3 separate regions of the Mus musculus genome follow, and all the other regions are linked to region 3. Evidence: chromatin contacts called from public Hi-C data. All regions are on one chromosome and are shown on one strand. The core of a region is the stretch at or near the end of the contact, and the rest is flanking DNA. Distances in the headings are between cores, read along the strand shown.

Region 1 (2,798 bases), core at 255-2,754, 200 kb before region 3:
CTTAACTGTCTATTAGTTAACTTCTACTAGTTCAATCACTAAATTACTCTAAGGGTCTGTCTAGAGCAGAGTCCAACGGGACTCCTTTTAAAGCAGTTTTTTTTTTCTTGTTTGTTTGTTTTGTTTTGTTTTTGAGACAGGGTCTCCCTATGTAGTCATGACTGTTCTTGAACTTGCTCTGTAGACCAGGCTGGCCTTGAACTCAGAGATCCGCCTACCTCTTCCTCCTGAGTGTCGGGATTAAAGGAATGCGCTGTCACTTCTCAGCTTTAAAGTCATCTTAATGCCAGCTTGGAAGGAAGAGTTGATTAGATTGGAACAAAGACAGGGAGGAATTGGGCAAGTGAAGGGACAGGCTAAACTAGGGAAGAGTCTTCATTTAAGTCAAGGTTTCAACAGAAGCAAGGATATTGGGCCTAGGGAGGGGGAGAGTGTGTGTGTATGTGTGTGTGTGTGTGTATGTGTGTGTGTGCGCGCGCGCGTGTGTGTGCGTGTGTGCGTGTGTGTGGCTGTGGTTGGGAAGCACCTCAGAGACAGCTAACAGGGATGGGATCAGATGACCATTCTAACAGACCAGAGGCAAGAGAGCAATCGTGCAAAGGCTGGGAGCCCTCTGGTCTGACAGCAGACAACTAAGAAGGTTCACATTCAATGGTTTCTATTTTCCTTTGCAGAGGGCAGGAGACTGTCATCCCACAGGGAGGGAGGAAGGAAGACGGCATGTGGGAGGTTTTTAGAGGACAGATAGGATTTGAAATAGCTATTGGAGAGGGCAGGAAACAGAAGGCTGGCCAGGGAGGGCAGAGGGTCTCATGTGTGTGACATGTCATGGCTCGGTGTGGGTTGGACAGATTCCAGCTAAGGCATCCATCACACTGATGGGATGACAGTAGGGCCAGGAGGACTCTTACCAACAGAATGGCTGAGGTAGTGGACCATAGCTTCTGAGAAAGCAGTCAGGCTGCCGGCCTCCAAAACTCAAAGCTGTTGGGAAACGCGGTGAAGTGGCTGGAGTTGCTGACTGTATATAGTTAGACCCTTAAGGAGGAAATAGGAGATACAGGTGGTGATCACAAGACTGGTGGCCTGGGGGTGGGAACCCCCATGACAACATACCCTAAAAAAATCACCACCCAGATTCTAAGGGTCTCGTTTTAAAACAGTTGCACAACCCTGTTTAAAACAAGGACACTGGCAAAGTCAGGCCAAGGATTGACAGGGATTTGTTCCTGGTCCCTACCCCCGACTCCAGGGCAGGGCTCCCTCTCCCCTGAACGCACATTCCCCAGGAGACACAAGAGTCAGGCCAGGTCAGGAAGAAGAGTTCCAATGGCAGGGGTCCAGGCCCAGGGCCCTGTGGCCTCCATGGGGCAGGGCCACACCAAGGTCCTGAGCCTGGAATCCGTGAACCACCTCTGCCCCTCCGCCCTCCGTGCCCTAGTCCAATTCAGCTTGCGGTCCAGGTCAGGCAGGTTCCGGTCCCACCGGAAGCACGTGGCCCCCACCCCTTGGCGGTTGCCAGGGAGACAGGGCTGTTTACCAGCTGGTCGCAGCCAGGCACCGGAGGCGGATGGAGCTGAGCTGCGAGGTGAGAGGCCCGCTGTGGGTCCCCAGAAACTGAGAGGCAGGCATTTGAGTGGCCCTCCCCAGGGACAGAGCCAACCTGGCTGGAGCCTGAGTCTGCAGCAGCTAAGGGAATCTCCTGGGAGGGGCGTCTACAAGCCAGTCCCTGGACCCAGATCCAAAGAGAGAGAAGGGAGTCGGGGTCATGTGCAGAGGCAGGAGCTGCAGGGAGCCTCCCACAGCTCCAAGTGCCCTTTACCCAGGTCTGCATTCACGTTCCAGACCTTTCTGCCATTCCCGGAACACTCCTCTTCCTTCTGCACTTGAAGCTTTGCTTCCAGACCTGCCAGACCACGGAAATAATAGAGGCCTCTCCCCAACCCCCTCGCCCGCCCTTCTATCCTGGAATCAACCCCGGTTCTCTCTCTTCACTCACTTGGTGGCTTGTGGTTTCCCACATTGTAATCTCTGGTTTGGGGTAGCATAGCGAGTGGTTTCGATCCTCTCTCTCTCCCTCTCTCCCCCTCCATCCCCCGGGGTTGGTTCCTTTACAGAGTTTAATTTTGTAAGCCAGGCTGGGGACTATGGGGTGGCGGCAGTGGGTGGTAGTAACTGATAAACAATTTTAAAAGACCAATGCACGTGTACATGTCCCGGTATATGCCAGCAGATGGTTCGTAGGAGGGTGTATTTTGCTGCTTGCGCTGTAGGTTTAGATTTGGGCTGTGAAGTACCATGGTCTGACCCTATGGTGGCTTGTGGGCACCATTGGAAAACCACGGGAATCTTGATTTCATTTGTATCCAATGTCCCTTCCTTCCTGTTCGTGTGGTGATAATCCTAAGGAATGGGCACCTGCCCTTCTGGAGGGCAACATCTTGAAAATAGTGGCCCGTGTTTTGTTTCCTGCTTCCTAGCAGGCGTCTGCCTCCTAGCTATTGTGTTTAAGTAAACAGGCTACTTGTCTCTTCTGCTGGCAGCGTGATGGATGCCTACGCCTAGACGTTGTCAAATCACTTTGTAGTTGAGTGTCTGCCAGGCCCTAGAGGTGATGAAATAAATGAGCCATGCAGGGATTGTGCTGTCGCAGGAGCCTAGACAGAGGGCAAAGGTAGAGTTTGGGACCCAGGGTGTGTGTGTGTGTATCTCTGAAGGCGCCATGGCTGCCGTTCTCCAAACACCTGTTTCCTGTAGCATCCTGCCCTCCTTCTGGGTGGGGGTGGGAGCTGGTGTTC
Region 2 (3,074 bases), core at 216-2,715, 170 kb before region 3:
TTCTATGTCCTCTAGCTGCAAGCAAAGCTCTTAGGAGCTCTGCTCTCTCCCAAACAGTTGCCAAGGAGACCTTGAGTAGCTACAGAACCTGGGCTCCATTAGTCCGAGGGCCCTCATTGGTTAAACATTTTTGCTTTTTTATTTTGACAGATGAATACATATTTTTCAAACACAAAACGGAAGAATGCATAAAGCCATCCAACCTCCATTCTTTTGATGTGGCCATGTACAGGGAACTGCTCATCATGCAGGACTCTATTTTCCAAAGAGACCGTCCCATCAATAAACATCACAATAGCCATGTTGACAGCCGCAGTAATTAGAGTAGCAAAGCGCTTATTGTGCCAGACGCTTCTTGCGTGAAAGAGTGGCTGCATAGATCAATCATATGGTTTCCGGAGTCTAATCGGAAACAAAAAACTGCATATGAACTCTTCTAAAATTGCAATGAAGTCTTCTAAACATTTTAAAATTAGATTAAAAAAAACCCACCTTGATTTTATTAAGAACAAACCTTCGTAGGATGATGACTGGCGTTGCCTTCTGCTGGGACTTCGAAGGTTTTTTTTTTTTTTAACCAACCTTCAGAACTTCCCTCTAAGAGATGCGTCACCAGTCCCATTTTACAAAAATGGAAACTGAGGCTCATGATAAGCTAGGAGAGATTGAACTTTGAGCCAGGGGTCTAAGGACAGAGTCAAGCTAGGGGGTCAGGGCTCTTGTCCTTTCTAGAACCTTCTCCACAGCCTCAGCTAAACTGGTAAGCCTTGGTCCCAGGATGGGAAACACTGTCACTTAAGGGAAGAGCTTAAAGGAGGCCTTGATGTAGCTGACTGGTAAGCACAAGGCAGAGCTTAACAGACACTCTGACATCCCCTGTCTCCTTGTATGAATACGCTGTGCACTGCCACCATTAGTGGTTACAGAGAAGCCTTGTGGTGTTTGTTTCTGAGCCTCTCTTGTGTGTGTGTGTGTGTGTGTGTGTGTATATACATGTGCATATATATATATATATGTACTAGGTCTACACACACATGCACACATGCACACTTCCACACACTGTTCTGTCTCCAAGGAAAAGAGGCCGATTTCACCACTCCTCCATAAAAAGAGTCCCCTAATCATCTGCTCGGGGAAAACTCCAGGGCTTTTAGATTAGTTAGAGCTATACTGGAGCCAAAAGCTTTTAAAGATTAAAAGCAAACAAAGCAGTTTGCACTCAGAAAGGTGAGAAGCAGCCCATTTTGAGAAGCTAGGAAATTCAAAGTAGGGAGAAAAATGGAGAAGGGACCCAAACTGTGACAGGTGGTGGTGAAGCAGGAGAGGCGGGTCGCACTGCTGCTTTTGAGAAAGGGCTCCAAAGAAAGCCATTTGATGCTGTGGGCCTGGTGGGTGATACCGAGATAGTGCCATTTAAACCAGCGAGAGCCACCTCCAGCTTGCAGGGGAGGGAGCCTTCTGCGGTGTTTGCATATTTATCCAATACTGCGAGTCCTTTGGGGGAGCATTTGAGAACTGAAGCTGACATCCTAGGGAAAGCGGACTGGAAATCAGGAGCGTAGATTCCTGAACCAGCTCTTCTGATCAGAAGCTAGGGCGTGGCCTCACTTTGGTGTACAAAAGGGAAGGACCATAGACCCGTCCCAGTCTGCATCCATGCATTCGAGGCACTTCAGCAAACATTTATCTACCATGCACGTTGGGCCAGGTGTGATCCTGAGATCTAAGGAGCTGGGGGGTGGGGGTGGGGGAGGGCGTGGGAACAGATTGTCTGAGCAGCTTTAGTGTGACTAGTCCCGCTGATGTGTTTAAAGTGTTGCTGGGTAGGCATGCAAATGCCAAAGTTAGGACAGGAAGAAGCACAGGGGGACGGTGATGATGCTTCCCTGATACTATAACCTAAAGCGATCTAGACGCCAAATTTAAAGACGCTGGATTCCCTGGTCCGTGGGCCGTGTGGGCTGTAGCCTTTGAACAGACTCCAGGATCCTTCTACTCCTGAGTTATGCTAAATTCAGGAGGCCAAGTGGGCTCCTGCTAGGGCAGGGCTATTTCTATGCCCTTCCTCAGAGCTTTGGAAGTCAGAAGCAGGAGTGTGGAATTCAGCCAGAGATAGGAAGGCTAAGGGAGACAGGATCTCGTCCTAACTTCCCCAGTATTCTGAGGGACAGCCCTGGAGGGTTGTTGCTTAGATGTTAGTGGAACCCAATACACTTAGTCTGGTAGTAGTTAGGATGTTCAAGACAATTTGTGCATAGAAAGCCAGGGACACAAGGTGGCAGAGACATGGTCTCCTCCAGGTGCCTTCTCTTGTCTCTGGAAGCAGCTTCCTTGTGTCCTGGGTGAATCCCTGGATCTACCTCTTTCTAAGACACCCTAAAGTTGAGATTCCTCTCTGTTCTGCTCTCAATTTAAGCCTTCTCACAGGCTGTCATGCCCCCAGGGGTAGTTTGTGGAGCCTTAGGTTTGCAGTCCACTGGTTGGTCTCCTCTTCTCCAGCTCCTGTGTTCTGCCTCTACCCAGACCTCTGCCATCACCACTTGAAACTAAATACAAAAGAGCTTTGGCTCCTGACTGTTCCCTGGGCTGCCTCTCTCCATCACAGCCACTCAGCTGCAGCAGCTTTAGGAATAACTCCCAACGTCTCCTTGCCCCTCCCTCCCTCCTTCCCTCCCTCCCTCCCAGCATGCCATTAGCCACCTATTCTCTGCTTTTCAAAAGCTCTCTGGAATCTACGGCCTCTCTGCATTCCCACCTCCAGCGGCTTAGTTCAGGGAATGCCTCCAGATGACCTCTGCCTCTCCCCTGCATTCCCAATCACCTGCTCTCCCAGGTAGCAGGTGCTAGCCACTGTGGGGATGGCTCGGGAGCACAGATGTGGCCTTAAGACTCAAAACCTTCTAGAGGGCCCCATTCCAGCTGACAACCTCAAGTCCCCTGAGTGGCTTCAAAGGCGGTGAGGGACTGAGTTCCCTCTCCTGCCACAACTCAGGCAACTCTTCTTTCCTCTCTGCTCCATCTCACGAACCTGAGTTCCTAGTACTACTCCCACCCTCTTCCTCCCAGCGCGTCCC
Region 3 (2,772 bases), core at 47-2,546:
CAGAACCTAGAGATGTGAGTCTCCTCTCCAAAACAAAAGCCCTATGTCCCTGGAGCTGGGAGGGGTGCTGGACAGCTCCAGACTAGCCTTTGATTTCTAGAAAGGGAAACAGGTCCAGAAATGAACGGGATTCATCAAGACATGAAGAGCAAGGACCACACTGGGGCTCTTGGCCCTGACCGGGCTATGCCACACCAGGCAAGCAACGTTTATGCTCTGTAATCATACCAGGCCCAGCCCCAGTTCTGGGCCCGGGTGGACAGCTGAGCACCGTGGGTGTGGGAGCCTGGCGCTCTGCTAGATGGTGAGGACCACTCTGTTCCCAGTCCCCACCAGGGCCTAGTTCACCCTTATGTAACCTGCTGCTCATTATGTAACCCACTGCTGCTGCTGGCTAAAGTGGCAGGCCGGGAACAGAGTGAGGCTGGAGAGAGGCCTCACAGAGGAAACACACTTCTCCTTCAGCGCTCAGAGTCTGGGACCAGTTAGGGCCTGCCACAGTCTGAGAACGAAAAGAACCCCAGATAGGACTGGAGCCTACAAGTAGGCACGGGGTCTACCTCTTCTGTATAGGGCAGGGACTCCAATGTCCCAGGCTAGTGGAGTCCCTGGAGTGTCACTCAAAGATGGGAGGGGAGGAGGTGGAAGTCATGGGTTGCAAGTGAAAGTCAGAGCTGAGTATGGACTGCACCATCCTGCCCGTTATAGCCAGGATGCTTTTGGTATGTCAATTCACTTCTCTGGTCTCAGTTTCTTCATCTGGAGAATGGGACTAAAACCCCCAAGCTCATTGGTTGCTATGGATAGTAAACCAAACTCTTAACCACTCCAAATACGTGCTCAGTCAACAACACCGATTTAGCGTATGGAACAACTGAGGCCCAGGTCGGGGTATACACTAATGGGCTGCATGACTCTCCCAAACATTACTTCAGAGTAGACGCAAGTATCGCCTCCCCCATTTGACCAACGGAGAACCCAGGCACGTTAAGCTCACAGACTTGGGAAGGATTTGAACCTAGACATCTGGCTCAGAGTCAGAGCTCTTCAGGACCAAGAGACTGAGACTGCAGCAGGCAGAAGTTAAGGTAGACAAAGGTGGGCAGATTCTGGGAAGGCTTGTCACCATCTGTTAGAGACACAGACACTTGGCCTGGTGTCTGGCTAGGCCTCCCTGTCAAAGCTGCTATGCTGAGTGACCTTGAGCAGTTAACTCAGTCTCGGGGCTCCCATCTATCTGAACAGCGAGCTGACAATTACCAGAGCTGTTGTAAGGAGCCATTAAGATAACAAGATGGAAACTGGCTTTCAGCAAAGAATGTGTCCCACACGGCCCCTGGCTGCCGCAGACTGTCACTTCCCAGCTCCCAGCTCCTTCCGACTCAGCAGAAACCAGGCAACCAAACACCAGAGGCCTCTCAGCTCCTCCTGCAGTGTGAGGCTGCTTCAGGATATGAAGGCAGAACTGTCATCCTCTCCACAGTGCTGAGGCTCGGGATGCCCGCCTCTCAGGCCCCCTGCCTGCCTTCAGCACAGCACAGAGCCCACTCTGTGGTTTGTGACTGTCCTCATACTCTTCATGGCTACCCCAGGCCACTAAGATCCATCTCCCTGGTATTGCATATGAGGAAGCCAAAGTTCAGAGAGGTTATGTCACGAGCCTAGGGCTACACAGCTCTACCAAGGAGAGCTGGAATTCAAATTGGCTCTACTGCTCTATGGTCTTACAAACCCATGCCTCCATGAAATGGGGCCTTGGGACCTTTCTATGGAGACAGTTGGTGCTCAGAAAGATGGCTCGGCAGGTGAAGGCTTCTGCCACGAAGCCTGAGGACATGAGTTTAATCCTGAGATGCCCCACACACTTGGTGAAAGGAGAAAAGCAGCTCCCACAGCTGCCTTCTGATCTCCTCGTGAATGTCATGGCACATGTACACACACTAAGAAAGAAAAGTGGGGAGGGAGGGATGGGGGAGAGGGAGGGAAGAAAAGGGGGGAGGGAGAAAGGAAGAGAGAGAGGGGGGAAGAAGGGAGGGAGGGAAAGAGAGAGTAGGGAGGAAAATGAACTAGAGAACCCTCTGTAGACCAGGCTGGCCTGGAACTCACTCTGTAGACCAGGCTGGCCTGGAACTCAGAGATCTGCCTACCTCTGCCTCCTGAGTGCTGGGATTAAAGGTCCCCACACCCAGCTGACTGTTTTTGAAGTGAAGATACTTCTCTGAGAGGTACTAAGACCTGGGCCAAGCTGCAAAGCCAGGGTAGCCCTTGCTCATCACCGGCTACCCAGATCTCGACTAGGACCCAGAAGTGAGGGCTGAGACCTTCAGCCCCCAGGAGAAGCCAGCCAGTGACACCATGAGCTAACATGGAGAAGCTGATGACAAAGAAGTGGCTCAAGAAATCAGAGTGCATCCTTCTCCAGACTCAACTCTCAGGGGGCTTTTGTGACAGGCCCCAGGGGTTACACTAAGTGATGGACCCATAAGTCCCCAAGCTTGGCCAATCACCAGAACGCTGACGTTCTTCCTAAAACCTAAGACGCCTGGCCACACCCCTGGGAGGGGTTGATATGGTAGATAGAGCCGGGAGAGGCTTAGAAACCTGTGTACATTTTACCCCCTACAGCCCTTGTCCTATGTCACCGCAATGTTTGTGGGAAGATAGCCACAATACAGCCTCATCACATGACCCCTCTGCAGCTGCAAGCAGCTGTCCCACCCATAAGCCCTTTTACTTAGGACAGGGAACTGAAAGCCCAGCCCCGGCTTTACA

The links. A called contact is a pair of places that touch in the nucleus more often than the background predicts.
Region 1: a Hi-C map of cerebral cortex shows a contact between it and region 3, with 1.8 times the contacts expected there. The contact joins the promoter of Ubxn10 here to the enhancer-like site in region 3. A contact is called at or near these places in 13 of 39 promoter capture datasets (the 3T3-L1 cell line, the C10 cell line, cranial neural crest and 8 more), 1 of 484 Hi-C or Micro-C datasets (cerebral cortex), 4 of 115 datasets of contacts at active chromatin or transcription factors (embryonic basal ganglia, embryonic stem cells and pancreatic cancer cells) and 3 of 9 other capture datasets (embryonic stem cells, liver and pancreatic islet).
Region 2: a Hi-C map of cerebral cortex shows a contact between it and region 3, with 1.8 times the contacts expected there. The contact joins two enhancer-like sites. A contact is called at or near these places in 1 of 15 datasets of contacts at CTCF or cohesin (embryonic stem cells), 6 of 484 Hi-C or Micro-C datasets (the N1E-115 cell line, Sertoli cells, cerebral cortex and 3 more), 7 of 115 datasets of contacts at active chromatin or transcription factors (embryonic basal ganglia, embryonic stem cells, neural progenitor cells and 1 more) and 1 of 9 other capture datasets (embryonic stem cells).

The regions. Positions count from the first base shown.
Region 1 is chr4:138,723,971-138,726,768 of GRCm38.p6, reverse strand. It overlaps Ubxn10 (UBX domain protein 10), which reads left to right and starts at 1,504. Exons shown (of 2, transcript NM_178671.5): 1 at 1,504-1,588. It overlaps Pla2g2c (phospholipase A2, group IIC), which reads right to left and starts at 1,444. Exons shown (of 6, transcript NM_008868.3): 1 at 1,281-1,444; 2 at 912-1,038.
Region 2 is chr4:138,690,437-138,693,510 of GRCm38.p6, reverse strand. All of the region lies in intron 1 of Gm32770 (a long non-coding RNA gene), which reads right to left. Among named protein-coding and RNA genes, the nearest start is that of Gm32770, 14 kb to the right of the region's middle. Within about 2 kb of position 1,465, at least 14 of the 459 cell types and tissues checked have an H3K27ac peak or open chromatin away from gene starts, as enhancers often do. A contact at or near this core is called in cerebral cortex, where this site is marked.
Region 3 is chr4:138,522,550-138,525,321 of GRCm38.p6, reverse strand. All of the region lies in intron 3 of Gm32549 (a long non-coding RNA gene), which reads right to left. Among named protein-coding and RNA genes, the nearest start is that of Gm32549, 27 kb to the right of the region's middle. Within about 2 kb of position 1,296, at least 28 of the 459 cell types and tissues checked have an H3K27ac peak or open chromatin away from gene starts, as enhancers often do. A contact at or near this core is called in cerebral cortex and hippocampal neurons, where this site is marked.